Linked DNA regions of Anas platyrhynchos: region 2 is linked to region 1. A link is a contact called in public Hi-C data. All regions are on one chromosome and are shown on one strand. The core of a region is the stretch at or near the end of the contact, and the rest is flanking DNA. Distances in the headings are between cores, read along the strand shown.

The links. Hi-C and Micro-C count contacts between places; a contact is called where the count stands out from the background.
Region 2: a Hi-C map of skeletal muscle shows a contact between it and region 1, with 1.8 times the contacts expected there. The contact joins two enhancer-like sites. A contact is called at or near these places in 3 of 8 Hi-C or Micro-C datasets (skeletal muscle, small yellow follicle and subcutaneous adipose tissue).

Annotation. Positions count from the first base shown.
Region 1 is chr28:3,291,892-3,299,559 of IASCAAS_PekinDuck_T2T, forward strand. It overlaps KANSL1 (KAT8 regulatory NSL complex subunit 1), which reads right to left. Exons shown (of 15, transcript XM_072028706.1): 4 at 3,504-3,645. Among named protein-coding and RNA genes, the nearest start is that of KANSL1, 62 kb to the right of the region's middle. Within about 2 kb of position 3,395, at least 3 of the 8 cell types and tissues checked have an H3K27ac peak or open chromatin away from gene starts, as enhancers often do.
Region 2 is chr28:3,338,817-3,346,484 of IASCAAS_PekinDuck_T2T, forward strand. KANSL1 (KAT8 regulatory NSL complex subunit 1) reads right to left here. Exons shown (of 15, transcript XM_072028706.1): 3 at 1-241. The coding sequence starts at 158. Among named protein-coding and RNA genes, the nearest start is that of KANSL1, 16 kb to the right of the region's middle. Within about 2 kb of position 3,670, at least 2 of the 8 cell types and tissues checked have an H3K27ac peak or open chromatin away from gene starts, as enhancers often do.

The DNA of each region.
Region 1 (7,668 bases), core at 2,145-4,644:
AAAACCAGATTTCACACGTAACAGTGTCACTGACCGAAGCCATGGCACGTGGCCACTCAAATCTCTCGTAAGGTTGATCCTACACCTTGACACCATCTTCTGTACAACACGGCTGTGGCTTTCCAGAGAAACAGTGGTAGCTCATCGTTCAGGGACCGCTTATTTAAAAATAGCTCATTCATAAACTAAATACAACTCGACATGGCCTCAGCAATCAGGAAGCAGCCAGCTTCTAGATAAACACGACGACAATTTTCTATAGTTTTCTGAGATCCCAGAAGGCTGTTTAGCAGACGAGAGAGGCTGGAAGCCTAAAATCAATTAAATGCTGCTGTGCTGTGCTTGTATTCCTGGAAAAATCCCTCTCGGAAGCACCCATCATGTTCTGCTGCCGCTTCTCGAACCATCCCCGGGAGTGCTGCAGAGGAGGTCGCTCGTCCCCGCGTGTCCAGTGCAGGAGACAAGGGACACAAAAAGGGGAGGAACCGGGACGAAATGCAAACTTGGCAGCGAGGGAACCGCTTCCCTTTGCCGCTCCGGAAAGTGCTCAGGCTGTGTTTGCTCAGAGAGAGAATGAGATGGGGAAGCGTGCGCATCGGGAACAGGAACAGCCAGCGGGGACTTCTGCCTTCAGCTGAAGGCAAGAGGACGAAGCAAGGCGCCCGGTGGCTCAGGATAATCCAGGTGGATGTTGAGAGCAATGTCCCTGTGCTGGGGATTTGGCTGCACTCCCCTGCACGATGCCTGCGGTGTGCACAGCTCTCCCCCCATCCAGCCCATCCGCAGGCTGGACGGGCTCTCCGCTTTGAAGATATTTAATCTCTGGTATTTGCACCCATCTGAATAACAGACAGGAGTCAGAAGGGCAACATCACCCTTTCAACTCCCTTTCAGGCCAGGGAAAGTCACGGTGCTTGGCGAGTTATTCTGAGCTCACGCAACGCTTGCTTTTTACCAGCATCCTCCAAAATAAACAGAAATAACGAAGAACTCCTTTGTGCATCTCTCAGAAGCAGGTCCAGCTGAGGCTGGCAGCTTCTGCCAAAGGACCAGGGGGAAGGAAGGGGCTGAAGGCAGCAGGAGCCTTTGGAAGAGATGGGGAGTCCCCAGCAGTGTTGCTCGTCGTGCTCTGAGCCCGACACCACCGCACACATGTGTCCTGGTCATCGTGTTCCAGCCAAATCACCGCTACACAAAACTCCTCCAAGAGCTCTTCAACTTCATTTACCTCATCTACGGGGGAAAATTAAGGAGAAAAGAGGCACGGGAGAGGGAAATTGCTCTCCGTTCCTCCTCCAACAGCGAGCACTTGCCACCCACACGCAGGGAGGTGCGCAGACTCGATGGGGGGAACTGGCATCATCCTGCACCCCCTCTAAAAACAGCCCAAGGAAACAGAGCAGTGAAAGGAGACAAAAACACCCCGTTACCTTCATGGACATCCAGTCCCTTCAATCAACCACACGCACGCTTCAAAACCAACACAAAATCGAAGCCCGACAGCCAGAAACTCAGCAGCTGATGCCGAGCTGTGCACACACGCCTCTGATTTCTTGTTTTCCTCCACATCTTGCCAGGCTCCGACCAAAGCGCTCCCAAATGTGCTGAAAACACAATTAGAGCCCAGACGCCGGGCAGCGATGTACCCTCAAAGCAGAAGGTTGTTTTCCCCTGCCCTGTCCTTCCCTTGCTTTGCTTTGACAAAGCGACGCGCCCTGCTTGCAAGGGTACGCCAGGATGGAAATTTTAACATTCAAGTGCAATAAAACCAGAAAAGGAATAAAAAGGAATAGTGGCTGTGAATACCTCCAGAGCCTACACCTTAACCTCCTTATGTTTTAGGCCAAAAAAAGCCAGAGTTAAGGTATGTTGACCAAAAAAAAGACGGTGTCTCCAAATTCTTTAACTCTTGCCCTTGTACAGTTTGAAGTCAAGCCCATTCGAAGTCTCCTGTGTTATGTGTGTTTATTTCCTCGTCTTCTCTGCTTGCTGCAAGTTGATTCAGAAGTCTTTCTCTGAGCTCCTCGTTGATAAAACCCAAACACATTTGCCAAGGCATCCGTGAGCTCCACGACACCGACACGACAGCTGGGTGCAAGCGGTGACCTCCATGAATCCGTCAGAAGGACGGGGGCTGTGACTGCTGCTTTCCTGTGCAGCCCTCAGATCCCAAGCATCCCAACTCTTTTGCCACGCTAACTGGCAGGCTTCATCTTGAATTCACCCATCAGGTTACCGCAGTTGAGGAGTTTTTGTTTGAGCAAACGAAAAAAAGACGACAAGCTGTTTCCCAAACCCTCAGATGTACTTTTCGACTCTGACACAATGCTGTGACGTTCTCCTTTCAGACCTGGAGACTGCAACCTTAGACGCAAACACATGGGATGCTTGTAGCCATTATGGGGCCACTTCACGAGTCTGACAAGTTGTCAGAACCTGGGGAAAGCAGCACATCTTCTACTTCATGAGATGAGCTTCCCCATCTCCTTCCTTTATTAGCTCATAAATGTTTAGCCATTTTCTATTTGATACTTCAAAACCACCTTGTAAGATTTGCTTTCTTAAGGCAGAAGGGATAAGGATTCCTCTCCCTGATGTATTTATTCCCTTTCAGCTGGCCAGGCTCCTCCACCTACTCATTTCCAGCCCTCACTCACCCCATCAGCCTGTTCTTCTGCATAGCTGCATAACAGACCACAGTCTTCCTCTCCTGCCTGTGCCTCTCTGCCCCTCTGGAAGGCTCCCTCCCAGCCATCCCCATTCCACCATAAATCTTGGGAAAAAGAGTTCACTGGACACTGAATTCCTGAGGATCTCCAAGTTGATGCAATACCAAGATCCTTCTTGCCACAAACTCCAGACATTCCTCCCTGCAAGGCCTGACATTTAGACGTGCACGCCTGGACAAGTCTCGGTAACGATTCCTTCCTCATCCTTCTCTGCTCTCCCCCATCCTGCCATCTGAGAGCAAGTCTGAAAAAAAATAAATTCCTTCCACAGAGAAAGGTCAGCACCTAGAGTCTTTTTTTTTTTTTTTTTTTTTTCTGACTCAATTTTAAGCCTGTGCTCTGATAGCATCTGAAGCTAACTTCCTCCAGAGTCCCCTCCCTTCCCCAGCAAGCCTCTGGTCGAGCCGTTCCTTATCCCCGACTTCAGATACTCCCAAAGAGAAAGAAAGGTTAAACAAATCAAAGAAAAAAACAAGACTGGAGTGGTGGGCGAGTGCAACACATGTGCAAAAGCAGCAGTTTTGTTTGGCACCCAAAGACTGGCTTCTAGGTGAGGGATTGCTCTCTTCTTGTTACCGTATTGAAGCAGGGAAAAGAATTGCACTCAGCCCATGCCAAATTGCATCACCATTAGTCAGCGCCGTGCAATGTGCTCTCTGAGATGCAGGGGGGAAAAACTGCATCACGCTCTGCACACACACTCCCCACCGCAGCGGAAGGGAGAGAGCCATTAGGAGGCAGGGCAAAAACCCCACGTAGCCAAACAGTCCTCACCTTGTTGGCTCTAATCTGCTTGTAAATATCCGTTTGCTGCCGGATTCGGTATTCCAGGTCCGAGACGTGGGCTTGGAGCCAATTCCAGCGACTGACGATGGCTGCACGGTCTGCTGCCCATCTCCACTCTGCCCTTCGTCTCCTGCAAAAACAGACAGGGGAAGGGGGGATGATTTTGAGTGAGATTTTAATTACACAGCCCACGGAAAACCCGGCAGAACTGACAGCCAGATCAAAAGCTACAAGCTGAATGGCACGACCGATACCATCTAGCCACCACCAATAATTATCGGCCCAACTACAGGCGTGCTGGAAAAGCCATGCCTCCGCAGAGCGATATTAAACCAACTTTTGGTACCCGGTGATTGAAGTTCTGCCTATGCAAGCGTCAAGGTTTTACTCCACGCTCAGCTGAACCAGCAGCTCCAGTCCTACCTGGCCGCATCAGCCGGAGCCACTTCGCCAAGTCTCGAAGAAATAACACCCACCTGCCCGCCCTCCCTCAGCTCATCCCCTTTCAAAGCACCTCTGGCATCCGTCACAGAATAGGCTCGAACGCCAGCACAAACCACACGCCCACAATTAAGGCGCTGTGGCCACTCTCACAACGCATCATCGTTGGGTTTTCGGAGAGCATCTTCTGTTTGGAGGCGAGCAGCAGAGCTGACAGCGCCCTGCACAAGCTGCTGCCCTGCACGGAGGTGTTGCAAAGGAAAGGGGGCAACGACAAACTCGATTTCTGTCTCTGATGGCTCGACCGAGCAAAGAAAGCCAGGAAAAAAGAGCAGAAATTACCAAATGAGCTGCACCCCCCGATCTCACGGCTGCATGGGGGAGCCCACATGCTTTGCAACCCTTGGCTGATTTCCCACCTTCTTTATCTCTGCTGCGACCACAAAATACGGTTCAGCGGGAGCATAAATACGCTTTTGCTAGCACGTGGGCTACAGCGTCGCATTTTAGAGCCAACTGCTACAAAAACGCCCTGCTCCCCACCACCGAGCTCCAGGCAGGAATAAACACAAAGAGGTAAGGGACGCACAAATCCACGGCTCTGCTCTCCTACGTTAGAAGCTGTAACACCATGGGAATGGATCAGAAGGATCCTGATTCCAGTGGGTAAATACTAAAACTACCCAGAAAGAAAGAAAACCACAACGTGATGCAGAAACAAGGCACACAGAAGCGCACGCACGAATCCAGTGTCGCCGCACAACGCCTTTGCCACATCTGGATGGCTGAGAATAAGGAATTAGTGACAAAATAATTCCCTCTTCCCCCCATCCCTTCCTCCTACAGCATTTTTGGCACCGAGCACCTTGTCTAGGCTGGAGCACAGCCACCCCACCGCCCTCCCACCAGGCAGAGGAGCCCCAGCGAGGTCCAGGTTTTTCTTCCCCAACTACCCCAAGTCCCCTGCTGCTGAGATTGACCCGGTTGGAAGCTGAAACCAGCCACGAGAGCGCAAGCAATACTTGGTACACGAGATTTATTACCGAAGCACTGCAGAGACTGCGTGCCACAGCAATAAGCAAGTTCTTAGAAAAATCTGCACCTCTGATGCATCTGCCCTCGGTCAGGCGTCCTGCTACCAAACGTGGCCCTAAGAAAAGCACCGGGGTGACTACAGGTTTCACATCAGCTAAGCAAAATACCCTGAAACTAAGGAGTTGGCTCCTTCGATATACAAGCGAAACCCACAAATTCAGAGCAAGACGCGTTCTGCATGCTCTTGCCGGGCCGGTGGAGCGTGCGGGGGGCTCAGCGGTTGCTGGCATCACCCCATCACGGAGCTCGAATCCAGATCTCCATCCCAGCCAGGCTTAATTCTGTTCCACGAGGGATAACACCGCAGGAAAGGCAGGAAAGGGGTGGCCGGGCACTGGACCTTCTCCCTCCTCCTGCCGGGAGCTTTCTCTGAGTATCGCTGGGAAGGCAGCGCTGCTCCCACTCCATCACCCACGAGACTGATGGCATTTTTGGAGCATCATTTCCCACAAGGTTTTCCAGAGCACGTTACTTCTCCACCAGCAATGTTTCAGTGAAGTCCTACCACACTCTCATTTCAGAAGCAGAGGACAATTTCACTGGAGAAGAGTTCTTTTTTTTTACAAAATGCACCCTCAGCATCTGCAGGTAATCCCGACTTCAGGAACATCCCCAGAGTTTGGGATTCTAAGCCAGATCTCTGCAGGACTGTGCTTGCTCGCTGGGGATCCACCTTGGGAATATTTTTTTAAAAATCAGGTAGAAGAAAGGTCGAAAGCCGCCGAGAGCACCTCCGAACTCCTTCCTCCCCTGGCTTTCCTCTGCAAGGCAATAAAGCACCTGTACAATGCCACAAAGCCCCCGTGCCTGCTGGAACAACGCTGTCCTGCTCTGTGAAGCCTCACTCTTATTTCCATTACACAGAAATCAAGATTAAGGGTAAAAAAAACACCCAAAGCCCATTTCGATTCCGAGGCAGCACGGCGGTGTGAGCGGCGGCACAGCCATTCCTTGTTTCACCTTAAAATCAGGGCACATCCTACCCCGGAAAAACCCACTGGATTTAAACCCAAAATAAACCGAGAAAGCCAAAGGCGGGAACGTCTGCTTCATCCTCTGCCCCCCCGCAGCACAGGGGGAGGAGGGGAGGGGAGGACAGGCAGCGATGGCTCAGCCACACTTTCCAAAACAGCGCCGGGCGCAGCGAGCTCCCTCTATATTTAGAGCCGAGGCTTTTCAGAGCCGGCTCCATTCCCCCCCCTCTGCTGCAGTGTAGAGCTTTTCCTCCCGTAGATCAGCTTTTGGACACTCGGTGCGCAGCTTCTTTAGTTTTAATCTCTGCAAGAACACCTTGCAAAGCAGTATTTTCATTAGAAAGTGGCAACCGAGCACAAAACAGAGCGCTGGAAGAAGTCACGGGCAGTCACCCCAAACCCCAGCTGGACACCCAGCTGCTGGGGGCAGGGACACCCACTTTTTTTCTTTCTAAACATCAGGGGCTTGGAAATGATGATCAGTAGACCGGTTCACTCCACCTGCCCCAAAACAGGGCTGAATGAAGCTGGAAATGAAGGGTGGGGAGAGGCAGATGGCTGTGACCGTGCAGTGTGGCTCGTCCCGGGGGCAGACGGTGCTGGTGAAGGTGGCACGGGCAGCGCCGTGAGCAGCTCCTGCATCCATCCTCCAGGACAAACTCCTCCTCGTGCTGCTGCGTGGGCACCGTTTTGGGCAAGAGCACACACAAAGCAGGCTGTGGAGGACAACACACGACAGCCGTGCAGCCTCTCCAGCTCAGGACACGGCCACAGGACAGAAAAATGATTTAGGGGCTTGACTCTTTAAAAATAAATACACTCCCAGGTAGGCTCGATCCCCTGGTGGAGGCTGTGACGTGTCGGCTGCAGGCGTCGGGCGGCGCGCACGCAGCTGGCGTGGCACTCAGCTTGAGCGACAGGGACAGCGCGCGGCCAGCACGAGCAGATGGCGCCGCCGGTAAATCGCGCACAGAGCTGGCAGCCGGGAGCTGACACCGGCCCGGGTGGTGCAGGAAGAGGTGGAGGAGGAGGAAGAATAGAGGAGGAGGAGGAGAAGTGGTGGAGGAGGAGGAGCAGAGGAGGAGGAGGAAGAATGGCTGAGGACAAGGAGGAGCGGTGGAGGAGGAGGAAGAGCGGCGGAGCCAAGCTAGAGAAATGCTCAGCAATGCAACGCCGTGCCCATAGGAGGCTGGGGGCCTTCACCCATGGAAAAAGGCCTCCAATCCTGGGGTAAAATTGAGTTAAAGCCTTGACAAGGTGGCAGCAGCCCCCTCCTGGCTGGCACCGTGCTGCTGGATGTGCAGGGTTGGGCACAGCCTCTGCCTTCCCTGCAGAAACGCTTTGGAGAGCTGCAGGAAGCAACTTCATCAACGTGCCGAGTCCTCAGATCGCTCTGATTAAAGCCCGGGGAGCAGCTGAGAGATGGAGGGAGGCAAACATTTCATCAAAAAAAAACAACACAGCAGTTAAACATGACTGAAGAAAGGCAGGAGGAAAAAAATCCCGTGTTACATCAGCGCAAGTCCTTGGGACAGGCTCCAGTCCTTCCCCAAGCACACGACAGGCAGCTGTGGGTTTGATTCAGTGTCCTGAACAGCAAAAAGAAGCTCCCAAAAGCAAACACCCCCCCACACACCCCTGGG
Region 2 (7,668 bases), core at 2,420-4,919, 47 kb after region 1:
TTCCTTTTGGTGCCGTTGGCAGCCAGGAGGATGTTGTTGGCGTTGCCGTTGCTCTCGGCACTGCCAGGCGACAAGGTGGAGGACGGGGGAGCCAGCTTGAATCGGATGTGGTGAGCTTCAGCTGCTGCGTCAGTGAGAGCGGGCGCCATCGCAGCCATTCAGCACAGAGAGACGGGAAGTCCAGCCTCTCCCGGTGCCGAGGCCAGCTCCACTGCCTCCCACTGCCTCTCCTGAGGACAGCCTGCAAAAGAGAAGAAGGAGAAAGTGAGACACCGCACTTAAATCGGATGCAATAAGCAAGACAACAGCAACCAGAGGTACCGACTCAACGGGCGCGCCATCCTCCCCCTGCCACCACCAGCCCCGTGCCGAGCGGAGCCACCCCAGGTGCCAGCAGGGTTAGGACAGAAGCAGCAACACACGAGCTGGCCCCAAGGATCTTCCCGAGCTGGTGCTTCTAACGACTGCCCTCATCTCACAGACCATCCACCGATCACCCCTGCATCCTTCCAGGCCTTTGTGAAAGGTTTGGCTCTGGGTACCCACAGCCCACTGCTCAGTGCCACCAGCTCGCCAACTTTCTCTTGAAAATCCTTGAGCTGTGCCTATAAAAAACTTTTCACTACTTCTGCTGCCAGCTCAGGTGTAAGAAGTGACAACGCAGAACTGGAACGTGCAACACAGACAGGGCCCGAGGGGAAAAAAAAAATCTCCATATGCTCCAAATCCCAGTAGCCCAAGAAACCCCGCAATCCCACACGGGCTGGGAACCCCATCACTTCCCTGAGAACAAGCCCTGGACTTCAAGGAAGCCGGTTCCCTGCTGTGTATGAAGCCTACTTTCCCAGAAGTTCATTTCCGAATAAGCCAGGTGATTTCCAGCGTTAGCTATTTCCATTTCTCTTTCAAAAACATGGATAAAGATTAACTCACACGCACCATGACGGAGCACTTCTACACTGGCCATAAGAGCAAGCCGCTGGCTTAACTCAACTAGATCAAACAAGAAAAATAACCAAAGGCATTTCATTCATATCCACTGCAACCTTTTTTTTTTTCCCTAGACATCAAGTTTCTAATAATTTACCTACTTCCTTTCCCATTAAGCATCAGCAGTTTTAATGCCTTTTTTTGTTCCAACTGCCTTCACAGAGCCCCCAGGACAGGCTGTGCTAACAAGTACGAGTTACTTTACCCTCCTTGCGCTGCAGAAGTTGTGCAGCACCTTCACAAGCTGTTTCAATGTCAAGCTAATAACACGGAATCGCCCTGATGTCTTGCCTGATAATGCCAATCCTCTAATTTCACATAAATTTGCATAAGCTTGTTGTAGCTGTTCATTAACGCACCCCAATGACCAAATTAATACACCATTAGATAGTCCTCGCTTATCCTGTGACAAGTTTGAAGACGTTGAATGAGCAAAATTCAGCAGGCAGCTTTGGTCTGGGCCTTGTTCGGCTGCACCGAGGTTGCTCCCCCGTGTCAGACCAAGCACCTAAGGCAACCTACAGAGCCACCTTTAATTCCCACTCGTGTCTGCTCTCAGAGCTCTGCCCTCCTCCTCGTGGACCTTCAAGCACTGCAAGATGAGCATCTCAACCTCCTTCTCCAACTGGGAATCGAGCAGGGTGCTCAGGTCAGACCAGGAGCAACCCGAGAGCAACCCCAGCTCTCCCCCATGCAGGTTGGGGCTCTACTTCCCAAATAAAGCAGAGCAAGACCAGTAGAGATGAAACCTTTTCCAAACGGATCGCTGATACTCTCGCCAGGTCCACAACTCACCACCTCCAGTCCTGCTCACGCTTGCCCAGCCCCCAGAAGGGTGGCACAGAGGAAGGCAACAAGGAAAAAGGAGACACTCGTGGGGGAACTGGTTAAAAAACAAGCACAGAGCTACTAGGGATGAGTTCAGACTTCAGAAGTCCCCTGCTGACAGAACTTAACCTCTTTTGTAATCAGCTATACTTTGTCCTCACTGAAAAGAAAGTACACTGCACACCTAAAAATTTAATGTACATCGCACTGAAAATAGTTTTGAAGTCATCATTTGGGTCCATAAATAATGACGATGACTCTTCGGGGCAGAAACAAAAAAAAAGGAACCTGCAGGGAACTTTCCACTTGTAGCTAAGATGCCCTTGGGAGAGGAGGGAGGAAGAGTGCCGGAATAAAGGACTTCCCCCGCTCCAGCCTCCTACCAAGACCTCCAACCAGACGTGAAAACCAGGAGGGACTGGAGCAGGCAGCAGGATCCCGCTGGCCTGCCTTGCAAAGGGAGGCTCTGGATCTGTGCTCTTCACCACGACTGCCACCGTAACATCACAAGGGAATGAGAGCAGCTTTGTGAACGCCCTCACTGCAAAAGAGCAGAAAAATCCACGCCTGGTGCAGAGGGCAGCGATTCACTGTGGACACATCCGCACTGCGCTGCAGCCGTTGAAGTTTACCAGGGCTGAAAAGGATTTCGGAGTAAATTTGTAGGTCATCAACTTCAGTTAAATTAAGAGAAGTAAGAAAACGGAAGCAAAACTTTCATGCTGCCTCTTCCTCCAGGTTAGCAAACTCGCTTTAAAGAGAAAACCCTCCTCCCAAGCTAGAGCAACCCCCCCGCCTTCACTTTGAGTTGGGTGCACAACATTTCAAGCCTTCTGAAGCCCGGGAAGACACCCTTCAGAGTTAGGCTTTGCTCTGGTAGCTTACAGATGACCTCCAAAAGTACTGGGTGCATGGCTTTTTATTTAAATCCTTAAAAACCGTGTTTCCCTAACACTGACTTAGCTCCCTACTGCTCTGAGCAGCCTTGGGAAGAAGCGCTCAGAACATCTGTGAGCGTGCTTCCCCCTTGGCTCTGCTCGTAGGTTTTGCTTGTTATTACAGCCCCATCACAGCATCTCTACCTCCTTCCTCCAAAACTGGGGGGAGAGGGCAGGAGGCACCTCGGAGGTGAGCAGGGGGACGAGGAGCAGGGGTCAGCGACACACGGACACAGCCCGAGGAGCTCTGAGCGGCTCTGGGAGCGATCTGGCAGTAATTCTAACAACCCACCCCACCAGCCTGAACCTTGCCTGCCCCTGGGACTCGAACCATGCTGCAAAGTTCTCCCTGAGCTGCTGTCACCCACCAAGATCAATGCCAGCACCCACAGGTCCCATTTTTTGGTATTCCTCCACCAAGGGCCTGCGACTCCGGGCACCGGAGCTGGCAGGCTCATGGCCCTCAGGAGAAGCCCGCTCCAAGCCTTGTTGTGGACACTGGAGAGCACCACAAACTCCACACCTGCCCTCAGCAGCCACAGCACCACCCTCACGCACGCCTCGGCCTGGATTTTGCTTCAAAACCCCCCAAAAAGGAGCTTCTTCTGGAAGGGCGACGCGCAGCCAGCCTGAGAGCAGCGCTCCGAATCCACAAGCACATCCTTGATTTTTCACTTCAAAACTAGAGCACTGGCAAAGCAGTTAGCGTTAATTAACAGAGGAAAGATGAAAGGCTGTAGCACAGCAGCTAAAAACAGGGTAACCGTAGCTCGCCCGGCTTCCTGAGGAGCACGAGCCAGGCCACCGAGGGAGGCGAGTCACCGGGCCGACTCGGTCAGGTGGCTCCAGCCACAGCCCCACGTGCACGGCGCTCGCATTCAAATCCTCACCCGCCTCCCAAAAATCAGAGCAAAGGGAAAAGAGTCAGCAAGGCCGAGGAAACGACGGGAGGGGAGGAGAAGCACGAGGACGGGGGCCGGTCACGCTACCACCACAGCGGCCGTCGGGTCGCAACGCCCCCGAAAACGACCTTCCTGCAGCACAACGACTTCGCCAGGTTTGGAAACTCGATTTTAGAGCCGGCCCTTGAAAGGAGAACTGGCTTTCCAAGCACACGGGCTTGTGCAATGCCTCAGAATATAAGCCCTGAACGGACACGGGGAGTTTTTTGTTCTCTGAGAAGTTGTGACAGGAGTTTCGGGAGGGGGGAGAAACCAAGCACCTGTGCTCACAGGAAGGCCCACAAGAAGTGGAGGGCTCCAAGCACCGAGGGCCTTACCACCCGGCTGCCCCCAGGCCTTGGCCACCCCACGCACACCTCCAGCCCCACAGGCGGCCTTGCCACCCGCTGGCACCGCTCACAGCCACCTCCCGTCGGTCTGAATTCCCCAAATTGCCATTTGAACCCTCACACGGAGGGAATTCCGCGTGTGAACGTCACCATCTCCCCTTTCACCACGCGCCCAAGCAGGCCGGGGCTGCTCTGTGAGGGCTTCGAGGCCCCCTCACTCCCCCAGATCTCCTCCAAACCCACTTCGGGACGTGCCCTTCTCCTACTCCTTGTGTTAGAAACGGGGACAGAGGAGGTTATGGGAACCCACACGGAGCTCAATGTGTGCACAAAGGGCCAGGCATCAAAGTCTCTTCATACCTGGCACTGCGACCACCTTCCAGCCCCCCCAGCTCCACGTCCTGGCAGCGGGGGCCGCACGTGGGGGCTCAGCACCTCACACCGGGTGCTGAGGGAGGGTCCCTCTGAGCTGAAGGCCGTGCAGATAAAGAGACCCCAAGGGAGGCGAGCACCAGGCCAGCTCCCACTTCCCCCCTCACCTCCTCCGTGCCCAGGCAGCTCCGCAGCCTGCGGGGTCACAACCAGCTTTGAGAAGAAACTCTGTGAGGATGAAATCCCCTCACACCCCATTCTGCGGCCGAAAGGCGGCATCTGAGCTCCTAACCCCACAGAGTAACGTAAAATGCAGGCACTCGACATGAAGCCAACCCCCTGAGCCCAGAAATCCTGTTCAATAACAGTACTGCACAACGCGCACAGTGGATCCCCTCCACGCCTCTTGTATCACCCCTCAACATTTTATGGTTGTCAGACAGATGTCTGCCAATTTAGGGAGGGATTCACAGAAGTAACTCTCAAAGCTTTAAGAAAACGCGACAGGCAAGTACAGGACGATGAAGTTATCGATAACCCAGTGGTCACATGCAGTTTGGCAGCCAGCGCGCCTCTAATGACCTACATTTGGGAAACGGGCCCCTTTTTCCTCTTCTCTTTTTTTTACAGAAAGAATGAAAAAGGTGAAGAACGTACTGAAGAACTGCAGATTTTTAAAATATATCCCTAACTATCTTCTGTGTATATTGACGCAACAGACCGGCTCCTAATCACTCAGGGAAAAATAACTCTTTTAACATTAACTTCCCAGGGAATTGTACTTCTGCTCTACAGCAAAGAAGAAGGAATCACTAAGCTCCAATTTTATAGCCTTTGTTTCCAAGCAGAAGCTCTCAAGATTAAAATAGAAGCTGGTCCACAGAAGTGGCAGGGTCTTCCTTCGACTTCAAAACCAGCAACCTGAGGTCTCCTTCTTCAAGCGCAGTTCTCTGTTTTGTCTGAATTCCTACTGGATATAAATAAAACTCCCCATGCTTTGCATAATTTAAGGTAGAAGAGTTCTTATCAATACGATGTCAGAAAAAGAAAAAAAAAAAAACATCCACAAAGCCAAATTAACTGTCATCTCCCTAATCAAAAGTATGGAAAGTCAAATAATTTGAAGCAAGAATGACTTCACCGGGTAAACGAAGCGTCTGGAGATAAAAATACCCCTTGCTTTTAGGTTACTCTTCAGAACAAAGTTGTTTTCTACAGCCAAATATAAAGCAGCATGGTTTAAAAAACAATAGTGGGACATTTGCAGAAAGCAGCAGTCTGACAGAGTACTAACAAAGACAAAAAACAAGCTTTAATTATTAAATCCAGGTCTCCCCCCTCATCCAGTATCAGAGAGATTTTGTTTTTCTTTCGCATAATCTGGGCAAGTTGCCCAGGAAATATGAAAACCTGAACTCAGGACTCAGAGAGCAAGTTAAACAAAAAACAGAATTGCCTCTTCAGTTTAAAGACACATTTCCATTCAGTAGGTGCTGTTATATCCACCTCTGTGCAAAAGCATACAACGATTTTTATTTTATTTTTATTTTTTTAAACCAAAACTCAAAACCCCTGCCCTGTAAACGGTACCACCTTGATCCTTGGTGCTTTAAATGCTGCCCGAGGACTGTCCCCAGAAACCTCGTGTTAACTGCTCTCCACCACGAAGCAACAGGCCAGAGGAGCAGAATTAAGCATCCCAACCACTCGATCCCTGCCCAATCTGGCGGGCCAGCCTCCCGCTGGGTTTAAATACCTTACATTGAATGGAGTTCATGAGAGCTCTCCGGATACGTGTGCTCAGCTAACTGCAGATCTCAGCTTTTATTGCTCCTCAGATCTCACAGCAGAGAGAACAAATCCAGCAGGACTGCCATGGCAGCAACCAAAGCCAAGCCGACACGAACTCCAGAACAGAGATGCTCACTGAATGGAAGATGATGCCCGATCACACAGCACAGGTTCCTTTTTATGGGCCACAACTACAGCCTGAACTCACTTTTTTGCTGTTTCTCATTCAGCGTAAGGCAACTCGCTGGTAACCCTTCCCATGGTATCCTGTCACTGCAGACCTCGACAGGAAGTTATGAAGATTTCAGAGAGGAGAATCGTGAGGTCTGACAAAGCTGAAAATGAGAAGTCTTTAAGGTCCATCTTCTGCTAACATCTCCAAGGTCCAAAAATCCAGAAAAGCTCTCCACATCACACCAGATTATCTCAATTATTTTTTTTTAATAGCTAGTTTTTTAAACACTTGGCTATCCACTAAAAAAAAAAAAAGTTTGCAGCCAAAGATTAAGTAACAGATGAAGATGTGGCCTGTTGAGGCTGACAGCTACTCCCATTTCCTCTCTTCAGATGCAATTGTTATCCTTTTTCCTTGTTCTCTTAGATAAACAGCACAGCTCCACCACTAAATTCAGACAGTGTGCTCTCAAAACTCTGTCCCCTGGAATTAAGTCTCCACGCCTGTTAGCATATCCCATTTTGCTGCAGTCATCTGCTAACAAGAGTTCAAAATATGGGGGCTGGGGGGGAGAACCAACTTATTTCCCTTATTTTCTGCCTTTCTTTAAAACCTGACCAGGAACTTATCCACAGCCCTCTTCCAAAAGCAGCGGCCTGAACTCCGGCTGGAAGGACACGCGCGGGGTTTAAAGGAATTGTGTTTAATGGAGTTGTGTTTACCGAACCCCGCAGCACCAGGACTCTCGCAGATTTGACTCCGACAACCCTGTGCCCCGTGAGAAGAAACAGAAAGCTTTTTCTTCCAGCTTCAACTATTTGTTACGGAAAGCTGCAGCCTTGAAGATGCGGCTGAACCGCTACTTACAGGGCAGGGAAGGATTCTCAAAGCAAGCAGCATTCTGGAGCTGGCTCCGCTCATCAGTCCCGACAGACACTGTATTCCTGCAAGTTTTGAGCTGGGACGTGGTATTTAGAAAATGCAGCAGCAGAAATGGTGCTCCTCCTGTCACCTGCCATTCCGGCTGTCCCAAAACCAAGCAGCTCCTTGTAATGAAACTACAACCACTCCGAACATGCGTGCAAAGTCACATATCACAGGGTCTCAGCACGATGTGATCCACCCGAGCCACTTCCACTGAATTAAACTCCCATTTTTTGCTTAAGCTGGCCCACCTGTTTCCCCGCACAGCCCAGTAAAAAGCAAACGAGAAAGACAAAATCGGCTGCTGATAAACGGGACAGGCAGGGATATCACCGACTGACACTCGCAAAAAAAAAAAA